Linked DNA regions of Mus musculus: region 1 is linked to region 2. The links are chromatin contacts, called in public Micro-C maps. All regions are on one chromosome and are shown on one strand. Each heading gives the region's core, a stretch centred on a gene start, on an enhancer-like site or on the middle of the called end of the contact. The rest is flanking DNA. Distances are from core to core; before and after follow the strand shown. Region 1 overlaps Rrm1 (ribonucleotide reductase M1). Region 2 overlaps Nup98 (nucleoporin 98).

What was found. A called contact is a pair of places that touch in the nucleus more often than the background predicts.
Region 1: a Micro-C map of embryonic stem cells shows a contact between it and region 2, with 2.3 times the contacts expected there. The contact joins two enhancer-like sites. A contact is called at or near these places in 12 of 39 promoter capture datasets (the C10 cell line, the HPC-7 cell line, HPC-7-derived erythroid cells and 8 more), 1 of 15 datasets of contacts at CTCF or cohesin (stem cell-derived epiblast-like cells), 32 of 484 Hi-C or Micro-C datasets (the G1E-ER4 cell line, differentiating embryonic stem cells, embryonic stem cells and 10 more), 6 of 115 datasets of contacts at active chromatin or transcription factors (effector CD8 T cells, embryonic stem cells and extraembryonic endoderm stem cells) and 3 of 9 other capture datasets (adipose tissue, embryonic stem cells and liver).

The regions. Positions count from the first base shown.
Region 1 is chr7:102,466,290-102,472,890 of GRCm38.p6, forward strand. Rrm1 (ribonucleotide reductase M1) reads left to right here. Exons shown (of 19, transcript NM_009103.3): 18 at 589-777; 19 at 2,006-3,482. The coding sequence ends at 2,194. Among named protein-coding and RNA genes, the nearest start is that of Olfr543, 8.3 kb to the right of the region's middle. Within about 2 kb of position 4,597, at least 10 of the 459 cell types and tissues checked have an H3K27ac peak or open chromatin away from gene starts, as enhancers often do. A contact at or near this core is called in embryonic stem cells and induced pluripotent stem cells, where this site is marked.
Region 2 is chr7:102,128,761-102,136,287 of GRCm38.p6, forward strand. Nup98 (nucleoporin 98) reads right to left here. Exons shown (of 33, transcript NM_001287164.1): 23 at 5,804-6,233; 24 at 3,872-4,101; 25 at 1,056-1,322; 26 at 184-341. Among named protein-coding and RNA genes, the nearest start is that of Chrna10, 16 kb to the left of the region's middle. Within about 2 kb of position 3,836, at least 11 of the 459 cell types and tissues checked have an H3K27ac peak or open chromatin away from gene starts, as enhancers often do. A contact at or near this core is called in embryonic stem cells and induced pluripotent stem cells, where this site is marked.

The sequences.
Region 1 (6,601 bases), core at 3,347-5,846, 340 kb after region 2:
ATTTCTGAGTTCTGGTCTACAAAGTGAGTTCCAGGACAGCCAGGGCTACACAGAGAAACCCTGTCTTGGAAAAAGAAAAAAAAAAGATGCTTTGGCCAGCTTGGCAACTTAGCCTCTTTCAGATTCTCATGGCAGAAAGTGTAGCATCAGTCAGGTTGTGTGTTTCAATACAGTTGGCCATAGAACAATTTAAAGGAGTTTATCTCAGTACTTCGTTTGATCAGGTCCCTGTAAAGTCCTGATTATTTGTTTTTCTTTCATTTAGCTTCGCTCTTATTTTCCTTTCCTTTCCTAACTACCTCTAGAACAGTAACTGTTTTGTCCATAAGCCAGTTCAAGATGGATGTCTAAGTCACTGCATCACATTTATATTTGGTTGGTAAAATGAGATTTTATTGATGTTCTAAGCAAGAGATAAGTAGTTTGGGCTAACTTGCTATAAGCATTCAGATACTAACTCATAGCGGTATCAGGTCTGCAGGAAGATCCAACCCAGCATCCTTGCAAGGATAATTAGTCTGCTAGTTATATTGCTTTCTTTAACTGGAATTAAAGCAACAACAACAGCACATAGTTTTCCTTTTTCAGAGCATACCAGAAATTCCTGATGACCTGAAGCAACTCTATAAGACCGTGTGGGAAATCTCTCAGAAGACTGTTCTCAAGATGGCAGCCGAGAGAGGTGCTTTCATCGATCAGAGCCAGTCTTTAAACATCCATATTGCTGAGCCCAACTACGGCAAACTCACTAGTATGCACTTCTACGGTTGGAAGCAGGTTGGTTGAGCACTCTGAGGAGGACTTAATTGCCAGCTCGAAATATTTCAGAGTGGAATAGTTGCTGCTAGCTGCCTGCTATAAAGTTTTTTCACTTCAAGTGTTAAAACTCATGAGTGGTTTTTATGCCAGCTCAGACTTTGTCTGGGTTTTCTTGTTTCAGTTCAGCAGTTGTACACTGCCTGGTGTGGGTGCTGGGGATTGAGCACTCAGGTCCTCTAGAAGGCTAGGACGGTTCTTAATTACTGAGCCATCATCCAGTCTTGGTTTAGAATTTTTACTCTCTCAGATTTCATACAGTGTGTTTTGATCACAATCACCCTTAATGACTCCCAGACCCCTTACCTCTCAACTCCTACATCTGTCTGTCTGTCTGTCAGTTTTTACTGTCCATATACTTCTGGTTATGGGACCATCCCCTGGAAGGAACTTTCTCTTCCTAAGAAACCCTTCTTACCCCCTCAGGGTGTGGCTCATGAACTCCATGCTAGAACAGTGACTCGCTTGCAGCCAGAGACACCTTCACTCTAAATGTCAGGGTCTCTGGCTCTCACAGTCTTCCTGCCCCTATGTACTGTTTCATAAGTCTTTCTTCCTCTTCAACTGACCTCTCGGGTCCAAACCCCTTTGCCATTTCCAAAGTAGCTTCACACTGTCAGTCCACTATTCAAAACGTCCATTGTTCCCAACTTTATCCCAGTGTATGAGCCACGTTACACTGTTGCCAACTGCAAAGTGCTGTGATTCTGTTTTCCCTTACATTCTTATGTCCTGACGAGTGTGAGGCCTTCTGTGGAATTACAGAGTGACTTTCTTACTTGCATGCTTTTGTCTGTCTGTCCTGGGAATCGTGGCCAAGAAGATTACCCTCGTGAAGGATTTAGTGCGCTGCAGAAGCAGCCTCATCCCCTAAATGGTTACAGGCTAAGGCAGGCGTGTGCTCTGTACAGACCTGCAAGCAGTACACGTAAAAGTAAATACAAAGAAACAAAAAGATTTGCTATTCCAAAGAGGCAACATTCCTATTTCAGGGATGAAAAACTCAAGCATTTTTCAGGGTGCTTTGTAGAGGAGATAAAATTACAAGTTTTTTTAAAAAGATTGGTTCATAGGAATACATTTAAAGATTTTAATAACTAGTTTTGTAACTGATCACTTGGGAATTTTAAACAAAGACTGTCTAGTGTTCTGGAGTTCTTCCTAATAGCTACGTTTTCTTCCCTTGCAGGGTTTAAAGACTGGAATGTATTACTTAAGGACGAGGCCTGCCGCTAATCCAATCCAGTTCACTCTGAACAAGGAAAAACTGAAAGATAAGGAAAAGGCACTGAAGGAGGAGGAGGAGAAGGAGAGGAACACAGCAGCCATGGTGTGCTCTTTGGAGAACAGAGAGGAGTGCCTGATGTGTGGATCCTGAGAAAATCAGGGCCTGGGAGACGCAGCGGGCTCTCCTGCCCGCCGAGGCAGACGATTTGAGCATAGATAGGATAGTGGGTTTGCTTGGTTATCAGCAGCTCTGCTTGGACGTGCCTGCCAGGACAGGGAGCCACGACTTACAGTACTGTTTCTACACAGTGTAAATATCATTTTTAACAAACAGAAAACCAAAGCCAGCTTTGATATTAGGAATCAAAGTAGAGGCTTTGGGAATACTAAAGAGCCTTCCTGCAAATTAGTGAGGAGACTTAGGAAGTCTCGTCTCTCCAGCTTTCCCTGCCTGGCCATTCTCAGTTTGGGCAAAGAGATTTAGTTTGATTTGACTGATTGCCTAGAAGTAAAATCAAGCAATTACTCATCAGCTAAAGACCTTTGTCTAGACAAACTTCTATAGGTCATTTTGAAATAAACATTTCTAAGTGATTGTGTGGTACTAAACTTGTCATCTATTATCATACAAGACAGTTTAGGGGAAAAAACCCAAAAACCCAACATTTTCTGTTGAGTTCAGAGAGACAAACTTTAAAGACATTTAGATTGTATAGATATCTAGTGTTAACATATGCCCTTTCCTGCCCCAGGATGAAATCTTGTTAACATAAAATTGACAGTTTCTTTCATTTATAATTTGATTCTGTGGCATTTAGTTCATTCACACTGTTGTATAAACTGTCATCCACACCATTTCCAAAACATTCCATCATTCCAAATAGAGACTCTACTCATAACCACACTTCTTACACCTTTTTGAATATGTATTCCTCATACACATAATGCAGTATTTGCACTTGTATGGCTTGCATGATATCTAGATACATCACAGTGTGATACGCTGTCCCTCCATATGTGCACACCATCTTGTATCCATCCTGTCATCTGTTCATGAAACTTGGTTGTTTCCTCCCTTTAGATAGGGAGAATAATGGCTGCCATGAACATTGGTCTACAAATATCTATTGGATTCCTGCTTTTAGGTTTGGTGGTTCTATACAGCAAAGAATTGCTGGACTATATAATTCTGTTTGACTTTGAGGAGCTATATTTGCAGCACCATTATATTTCTATAAAAGTACTAAAAGGCCTTATTCTGTCTTCATACCTTATAACACTCGATTTTCATATTTTTGATAAAGCCCTTCTATGAGTGGGGAATTTCCTGGTCTTGTAGATTGACTTGTTTCGTTAAACCCGAGTTTTGGGGCATTTTCTCCCTTTAGTCATCACATCCTTTTTTTCCCTTATGAAACTCATAATAAATCTGCTTTACGTAATGGTGGCTATGAACGGCCTTTTGGCTTGTCCCCTTCCATCTTCTGCTCCCTAGACTCGGTAATTGATTTTTCAACCCTTGAGTTTGTTGATTCTTGCACAGGCCTGCTGTTTAGTACCTCTAGTGAATATTTCAGTTCAGTTTTTAGCTCCTAAATTTGATGTTTTAAAAAATCATTTTTATCTATGTTGGTAGTATGATGTTTGTAATTGATTTCATTTACTTAATTCGCCCATATTTTGTATTAGCTTTTAGTTTAAGACAGCTGGCTTGTTTTGCTCTGTGACTGTAGTCTCATGAAACTTTGCTGGCCTCAAACTTCCTAAGTAGCTGAGGGTAACCTTGAGCCTCTGACCTTCCTGCCAATGGCTCCTGAGGATTCCTGCACTCTACCTACTGAGCTATTTCTCTAGCCTGAGGCAGTGTTAATGTGTTGGGCCAGTAGGGCTGAGACTTGGTTGTTTGAGGAAGTTTCTGCTTGTTTTCTGTCACTGGCATGCCCTGTGGGTTTGGTACTGAGAATTGAGACTGATTTGTAAAGAGTCCGTTCTGCAGATGAGATTCTCAGGCCTTAACTGTGTGGTCCTGAAGCCTCAGTTTCCTCAGCACATATTTGGATTATGCATGGGTAAATGTTTCCTTGAAGTTCTAGAGCTGTCCCAGTCACCCCCCCCCCACCCCACCCCCACCCCCACCCCCGGCTTGGTTACAATAAAGGCCTGCAGAGCCAAGGCCACTGTCTTATTTGTCTATAGAGAATCTGTGGTTGGGCCAGTTATTTAGGGAGTTCCAAGAAACTAAAGAGATGGGAGGACTGTTTAATTTGACCTGAATGAGCAGAAGAGCTTGGGGCCAAGGAAACAGTCTAATTCAAATTCTATACAAGGTTATATTACTCCACCCAGTTTCCAGGGTTAGTCAGGTTTATAGGTCCAGAGTCTGTGAACGAAGGGGAGGCCACATTCCCTTGAGTTAAATCTTTATTCCTTGCCTTTTACAGGGTGATGTGTTGTGTCCTGCATGGCCTCTGTAGGGCCAGCAGGCATGGGCCTCCCTGAGTGTTGATGGCTGTTGTGAGCATGGGGCTTATTTGATTAGTAATGCACAAAATTTTCATTTTCCTCCAAGGAATGTCCTCCCTGTTAATGTTACTGACTCCATGATAATCACAGACAGCATGAGTCGGGAGGAAAAGGTGTGGCTAATGTCTCAGCGAGCCATTAAGGCTTTGGAAAAGAACTCTAAAAACATGAATTTGAAAATATGTTTCTCAATATGCAAAAAAATACAAGGATGCAATATGAATTGTATAAGGGACTTCACATATCTAAAGGAGCAGAGGTAGCCGCACTAGGAGCCAGCTATCAGAAAGAAACTAAGGAAGGAGATAAGAGATTTAGGGAGTGATCACAAGGCAAGATCCCACCCAGCTAAGGTTTTGTTTGTTTATGCTTACAAATGTAGGCAGATTCCTGAGCTCAGGGCCAGCCTGGGACAGAGTAGTGGAAATGGTAATCTCAGACACATGCAGAGAGCAGCCTGGAAAGCCATCTCAGCAGAACAGAAGCCACCAACTTGGACCCACGATTTGACTTCAAGTTGCCTGTTTTGCTCTCAAACACCCGTTTTCTCCGGAACTAGACCAAGCTGAGTGACATATACTGGGAAAGGAAACATATCAGAGATCACCATCAGTTTGGTGATGTCTACATCTTTATTCAACTCAACCTACATGGCTGTGTAAAAACTAAGAGAATGACAACAGTCTTATAACTGGGTGGTGACTCCAATCAGATGTTTATTTTTTATTTTTTGCTTGCTTGAAGGAATTATTCCCTGGTAAACGGTTACTGGTGTGAAGACAAAAGTCTCTCCTCCTTAGTCTTAGTAAAGGCCACCAGAAGCATGTTTGCTTACAGTGACAAGAGCAGCAACACATTCTCACTCTTTTAGAATATTTTACTGGTTATTATATATTATTTTAGCCAGGGTCTCTATGTTGTCCTGGCTGTCCCAGAACTTGCTATGATCAGGCTGGCTTAAACTTCAGAGAACCTCCTGCTTTTGCCTCTCACCATGCCCAGCCTTAAGATTTAAGAAAAATGATGTGTAGGCATGTGTGTTGGTGTCAGAGTGTGTGCGCATTGTTCGGCTTCCCACAGAGGCCAGATGAAGCCATCAGGTCTCAAGCTGATCTCGAGCTGGGATAATGGTTGTTAGCCACCTGATGAGTGCTGAGAAGTAAACTTGGGTCTTCTACAAGGGTTCTTAACCACTGAGCCATCTCTCCAGCCTGTAGTAATAAATATTTTAAAAATTCCCACACAGGGTTTCTTCCCGCCTTTTACCATTTATGTTCCCGGATGAAAGACACACACACACACACACACACACACACACACAGCCTTATAATTTTAATATGCCTTAAGCAGTATAATACCTGGGCAGATGCCTACCCTCCATGTTGTTAGAATCTACCTCCTTTCAAGTTATTACTATGTTTCATCTGGGCTGCTCTTAGCTCCAATTAGGCAACCCTCTGGGCCACGTTCTCTGAGCCCCTAGCCCATGGTGGCTCTCCTCCCTCCTGCATGTTCTTACTCTCCCATGGCAGCTTCTTCTCTCTCCTGCCTTGTGGTCTCTTCCCTTAGGTCAGGGAAACCTAAACCGCACCTATGTTTGTGCTTCGCAGCTATTGACTCCTGGCATCTTTACTTGCCAACCAGAATTAACTAGGGGCAGGGTTCCTCAGGCTATGTGCAGATTCCAAATCTTGGAGGCCAGCACTTAGCGTTACAATAAACAGTAAAAGAAAACCTCAACACTAGCCCTTCATCTTATTCATCAGCTCTGTGTCATAATTTAGTTCCCACAAGACTTCAGTCAGCTTTTCCTTCTATAGACAGAGCTGATACATTGATGATATTGCAGATCAGAGTGGTGTTTGTAATTTAGCAAGAAGTAGACAATTTCAGACTTATTGGCATGTCTATGTGCTGAGGGCCATGCAGGAGGGAGGACAAACGGCTTTAGAACTCAGGGAATGCAGCCCACGGGTTACCACAGTCACATGAGTGAGCCTCGGTGTGGCATGTCCCTGAGGACTCTATGTCCTGA
Region 2 (7,527 bases), core at 2,586-5,085:
AACTTGGTCTAGATCTCACAGAGATCCACCTGAATATTATCTCCCAAGTGCTAGGACTAAAGGAGTATGCCAGCATGCCCAACTAACTGACACTAGGTTGAAAATATTTCTACCTAGAAATAAGGCCAAACTGTCAGTTATATTAATAGTCTAAGATTTATAAGAAAATTAGTATGACATTACCGGTTTTCCAGCCAACAGGGCAAATATGCGCAATCGCTCATCGTGGATGAAGGAGTCAGCCTGGAGCTGATGCCAATCGGCCAACTGCATGGTGAGCAGCTCCCGGACTGACTGGCTTCCCACCAACTGAGACAGAAGAAGGGCAAGGCGATGATCACCTATAAGAGAAACACAAGTTTTCTCATGAGGTCTAAGGATCTACAGACCTAATGAAACACAGGCTATCACCATCTTCTTCCAGGTTTGGGAGGAAAGACTCAGTTCATCAGTTGTCAAAGGAATACGCCAATGTTATACATTAAAACACTGCTGAAACTGGGCAGTGGTGGCACACACCTTTAATCCTGGCATCTGTGAGGCAGAAGCAGGTGGATCTCAGTCTGTTTCTCCTACAGGGGTTCTGTCCTGGCCCAGCTTTTTTTCAGGGAGCTATCTTTGACAAGCAAGGATACTCACCACTATACTATGAGGACAACCTGGACAGCAACTTTGAACCATTTGCATGTAACATGTTGTCCTATATGCATATATCTGTGCATACTCTATGCATTATTATAAGGATAACCACCTAAGTACAGATCACACATTTAAATGTTTATAGTGACTAAGTCTTAGAATTTGGGTGATTTTTGTCCTATTGCTTTCTACTTATCTGCATTTTTTGATTTTTATTACAAATGCACATAAGAAGATCAACAAAATTTTAATTAAATAAATAATATTTAAGGTTCCAGAGAATTGTTTAGGAAAACAAGACATGGTCTCTAGAGGAACCAATAATCTTACTTAGATATATTTAGAAGGCAAATTACAATTGAGAGGCAGGGGTAGTGTGGAGAAGTAGGTAGTGGTAGAGAGAATCTCATTCCTACCTGACTGCTGTGCCAGACAACAGGCCTCACTAATCCTACTGCCCGTGAGGTAGCTGAAGACAGCCTCTACGGGACTGTCTCTGCGGGTTAAGGAGACTTCCTCTTCAATCTGAGGTGCAGCGGTATGTGACAGCCAGCGGGAAAAAGCTCTTCTACGCTCCAGAGTCTGAATGTATTCGCTGGGCTCATCCAGCTGGCCGTCAAGCTCCTTCAGGTGGCCCCATAGGGCTTCACATAATGTCCATGTCAGGCTCCAGTGCTTCACAACTAAGAAAGTACAAAAACCAATGATTTAAGGTTTGGCAGTACCTCTTGAGAGGCCATCATTAACGGTGGTGCAAAATATATCAGCACAAAAACCATTCATTTAAGTTTGCCAGCTCATTTCTCCCAATTTGTTCATCTCAATGTATAAGCTGCACAACTATAAGGTATATCTGCTCACTCCACGTGCCTGTGACACCTGTGATACTTAGGTAACAACCTGACGTTCCTTTAAACAAATTTCCTTAGCCTAATTATGGCTATTAAGTGTGATGATCAAGAGGAGATCTTCTAATTTGACCAAACTTTGCTACAAAATGCATTTAAAAGTTATTTTATGTGTATAAATAGTCTGTCTGTCTGTCTGTCTATACAGCATGTATGTGCAATATGTCCACTGAGGCCTGAAGAGGGCACTAGTTGGAGTTAAAGATGGCCATGACTCTCCATGTAGGTGCTGGAACTCTTTTACCATTCACACTTGACTCCCCACAACAGCAGCAGACTGCATTAGCATTCTCAGAGACATCTGGTAGAAATACAGCCACTGCTAGGCTGCGTCCTGCAAGTTTACATTTGAATCACACACACACACACACACACACACACACACACACACAACCATACACAAATTAAATATAATGCAGGGCCTGCCATACGAAGATGCTAAAACATTTAGAGAACAGATAGCTATTTAACAAGAGGTGCTAGCACACTGCATATTTCAGTGTTGGAGGCTGAAGGTAGGGTCCTATACCTCACTTTGAATCTAATCAACTCAAAATGAATCAAAGACTTTAAGACTTGACAATTTAAAATTAAACAGGAAAACACTGGTTAAGTGCTAAGATACAGGCCTAGGTAATGCCTTCCTGCAGAAGACTCTAATAAACAACAAGTTGTTTTTTTAAACTATTTCTATTAATTATTATTATTATACATACTTAAGTAAAGAGCTTTTGCACTGTAAAAAATTTAATGGTGAAAAGACAGATTATGAAATGGGAGGACAGAAATCTTTGCAATCTGTTTATTTAACAGAGGATTAATAAAGCAAAACACACACACACACACACACACACACACACACACACACACACAAATCAGTAAGTGGTTAAGCAAATGAGCCAATACTTTCCAAATAAAGTACAAATCTTTAGCCATCAGAAAAATGCAAATCAAAACTCCTTTGAGATTGTAATTCACTCTAAGTGGAATGATTAACATTAAGAAAAAATAAAAACCAAACTATTCGAAAATTAACAAGTACTGATTGACAGTGTCTAGAGAAAAAGGAATTTTTTTTTTTGGTTTTCCGAGACAGGGTTTCTCTGTGTAGCCCTGGCTGTCCTGGAACTCACTTTGTGGACCAGGCTGGCCTCGAACTCAGAAATCCACCTGCTTCTGCCTCCCAAGTACTGGGATTAAAGGCGTGCGCCACCGTGCCCAGCTCAGAAAAAGGAATTTTTGTATTTTGTTGCTGGATATATAAATTAGTCTAGTCACCATGGCAACAAGTATGGAGGTTCTTGAAAAAATTGAAATGTTTTATGCTTTAGCTATATGACTTCTTACTCCAAAGAATGAAAGTCAACTCATAAAAGATAGCAAACACTGTGAGTGTAGCTTGATTTCCAGCAGACAAGTTAGGGAGTCAGCCTTGATCTTACAAGCCTTTTCAACAGAGGACTAGATAGACAAAGTGCAGTCTATATTATATGGTGGAGGTTCACTGAGCCACAAAGAATTAAGCTATGGCATTTGCAGGTAAACTACGGTATTTGATGGTAAGCAAAGTAAGTCACTCCAAACAAAACAAAATAAAACTAGTATCCCATGTCTTCTTTTCTAAGTGAAATTTAGGAAACAAGGAAGTTAAAAAAAGACAAGCTGTGCTTAGTGGGCTACACAAAGCAAGCCTGTCTCAAAAAACAAAACGACAGACTGACAGACACACAATGAGTAAGGAGACCAGTGGGGATATGGAAGAAATAAAGTTAAGTAAAGGGAAGAAAAGGGGGTGAGTATGATTACACACAAACACACGCATATCATTAGCACATGTCAATAACGATAAAGGGCAAATAACTGCACAGCTCCTGAGGCACTGATAGCTATAAATCTAAAGTTCCTGCACATAACAACAAACAGAGTTACTACATGTCCTTGGTATTTGTCAGTTAAAGGGCTTCTTTTCACTTACTCTCATGTCACTATTATTTTTAAAATCTAATTAAAGGCAATTTTAGAGGGGGAATTTTTTTTCCCTTTCATAAAGATGATTTGCAAAACACATAGTTAAATATCTTGGTTTGAAATAAAAGGAATACAATTATCAAAATCTGAGGGTTTTGACTAGCTGTGGGTGTTTGAGGAAGTATTTATAAACTACAAGCCATAAGAATGATTAAAGACTCATAATTTCTTTCTTCTTGTTCCAGATGCACTGCAGCACTGTGTAAGCACAGGAAGTCATCTGACTTCCCGGAAGGAAACGCGCGCCATGTTAACCTGACTCCTGGGACAAAGGTCAGAGCATGGTGTGTACTTACTTGGTAGTTCCAGGAAATCTCCAGGTGAGTCCTTAACCCAATCTGCATAATCATGAATGACTGAAACCCCAGGGTTGGGGACAATGAGAGGACACAGCTCATCTACATGGACAGTGCTATGTTTTAATTTGAGCTCTAGAGGTGTCTGGTATAACTGCAGATCTTCATCCAGCTTCCTCTGTCTTAAGCCGAGTTTTTCCAAATGAACTTTGAATGGGGATTCAGATAGACTAGAAGAAACAACAGATGAGTAAAAAAATGAAGACAGCTGAAATTTCCCTACAACCAACCTATGCTTTATTTCTGACTTCCAACAGAATAAAAGGCATTTCACTGAAATGTTTGTTTTCTGAGACAGAGTTTCATGTAGCCCAGGCTTGTCTTGAACATGTAACTAAGGATCATATTGAATCTCTTCTTCCTGCCTCCAGATTCCTCCAAAATGATGGGATTACAGGCATGCAGGCACGGGCCACTATGCTGGGTTTATGCTGTGCTGGGAATGAAACCTAGAGCCTCATGCATACTGTGTAAACACTGTACCAACTGAGCTACACTCACAGTCCTGAGAACCTAATTCTATTTTTATAAATGATTGTTCAAGACTTATTTTTATGTATTATGTGTATTTATTGTGGTCAGGGGCAGATGATGACTGTAGAATCCAGAAGTAGGTGTCAGATACTCTGGAGTGAGAGTTACGAGAGGTTATGAGCTGCCCACAGTGGGTGCTGGGAACCAAACTTGGGTCCTCTGGAAGAATAGGAAATATTCTATACAGTGTCAGTTTCTTAAACCTTAAAAAGACTAATGAGGTCTATTAAAATAGTAAGAACTTTATATTTTCCAACATGTGTAAAATTAGTGAACAATAATTTCCAAGTGGCCAATGCTATTGTTTATAAAATCATGGATGAGTAATGATACAAAGTGCAAGATAACCAATACATTTTAATGCAACAAAGCACAGCTCGGTACAAAAGTATGGGAGTCAGTAATTACTTGCTTCACGACTTATGTGGACACTACAAGATCTAAACATCAAAAGTTATATGTAGAATGCCTGGTTTACAAATACTTAGGTGTCAAAAGTTATGAAGGTAAGTTTATACATACCAAATATTTTGAGATACATCTCATGTAACCCTAAACTTGATATATAGCCAAGAAAGACGATGAATTTCTGATTCTCCAGCCTTTATCTCCTAAGTGACTAGATTATATGCATATACCAACACATACGGCCTGATTCTAAATTACTTAATTCCTTTGTTTGTATCTGCTTTAAATTGTTGTGCTAGAGATTGAAGTGAGGGTCTTGGGCATGCTAGTTCTACTGGGCTGTATTAGCACTTGAGTTTCTAAGAGAGCTAACTTGTGAACTCTTCTGCCTGTCTCTAGTGCTGGGATTATACATATGTACCACCATGCCCAGATAGGTTACAAATTTAGATGAACATGAAGCCAGTCTGAACTTAATACAATTTTTAAAACTGATATTAATAATCTCCAAAATAATACATATCTAGAGTCAATTAGTAAATTTAGAATGGATTTTCCTGAGATGTTCATGAAACTGATGATCTTTATTTTTTCAAAATCAATTAAAAAATTAATAAAGTATTCATATTCATTTAATCCATAGTAAATATACACAAACTTATTAGGATTATAAAAAATACATAAGAAAACTGTACATATTTGGTGTAAATGCAATACATTTTGTATGATAATTACCAGAGGACTTAATTGTAGGGACTACATAGGAACATATATGATACTATGTACATAACATATGAAATACTTATACTTGGGTTAAAAATTTATATAGAGAGATCAAAAAGCAGGGTGCTGACCTTGGGTTTCTTGATAACAGAACAGCCCCAACTATAATGTGGACATTCCCCCAAAGCATCAATAAACATAACTCACGATTTAACAGCTACTGGATTGGGCAGGAATCCATATTCCATAGAATCGGCAACCTGATGATTTTCCAGTTCATGGGAGCCATGCAGTTGTTCTCCACTATTAGCAAGAGTCCAGTTGGGACCCCAACCAACCCGAAATGAACGTCCCATGAATAGGGCCATGTCCATCAAGAGCTTCCCCTTGCCATATGTAATGGATTTTTCAAGAGGGACTAGGCCTGGTTGCCTTCGTATCCCCACTGTTTTTAGCTGAACCTCAGGGGCTGGGCTGGGCACTGTGAACACAGTGGCCAGGGGCAGAGGGACAGACCAGGGGGATGTGGATGGGATGTTCATGCGAGATGATGTCCTGGGAGTGCGACATTCTTGCACGGAGGCACTTGGTGAAAGAAAAGTTCCACTTGCAAATTTTGATTGCAGCAACCCACCAACTGAAACAAAGAGGAAAAGATGCTAAACAACACAGTTTGTTTCTTCATTAACAACAAAAATCACTAAGGATGAAGATATCCAGACAGATTTTACAATAATCACTTTTCTTTGGAGCCTAAGTCCTAGAACCTATGAAGCCAGGCTAGACCCAGAGATCCACCTGATTCTTCCTCCTGAGCGCTAGGATCAAAGGTGTGCACCACACCTGGCTATATATAGTAATTATCTTTGTTGTTGTTGTTTTTCCAGATAAGATTTCTCTGTATAGCCTGGCTGTCTTGTAACTCACTATGTAGACCAGGTGGGCCTTGAACTCTGCCTCCTGAGTGCTGGGATTAAAGGAGTATGCCACAATATTTACTCAAAAATATTTTAAATTATGTGTATGTTTGTGGGTATATCAACAGGACTGTAAATGTCTGTGGATGCCAGGTGTCCAATGCTCCTGAACCAGGAGTTACGGGTGGTTGTAAGCTGCCTGATAAGGATGCTGGGAATCAAACTTGGGCCTTCTTCAAGAGCGGTATGAGCTCTCTACCACTGAGCCATTTCTCCAGTCCATTGATAATTACCCTTTCAGATGTGAAATCAAAGCAAGAGTTTTAATGATTTTTATAAAGAAAAAACAAAAACAAGAATCTTTGAGGATTATGTTAATAACAATATTAAAGACAATTATGTGTACACTTCCCTTTTCAGTAACATTGATCAGGAAGCCTTATTACTACCACTCACATTTTAAAACTGAGGTAATTGGGCTTAGAGAAGGGACTTTTCTAAGTCCACAGCGCTATCAAGTGGCGAGACTGGGTGATGTGCCTGGGTAAAACTGTTCTTAAGGGTCATATCCTAACTGAAATCATATATGCAATAAAACTATTGTAAAAATGATGGATGCAACTGGAGACAATAACATACAGTGAGATAGATCAGTTCTAGAAATACAAATATTACAAGTTTTCTCTTATTTATGGATCTTTGATATTACACATTTCCTAATATTATTTATGTACTAATGACATGAAAGTAGAAGAAAAATTGTCTGGGGACCAAGAAACAGGAAAGGGCAAAGTAAGTGGCTAAGGGGATGGAGACTATGCTAAAAGGACATTATAATGGCTAGAGAAGGTGGCTCAGCAGTTAAAAGCATTCCTTGCTCTTGCAGAGGATCTGAGTTTGGTACCCAGTGCACACACAGGGGCTCACAACTAACCGTAACTTCACTTTTAAGAAATTTGACACTCTTTTCTGACCTCTGTAGGCACTGCATGTACCTGTCACACATACATGCAT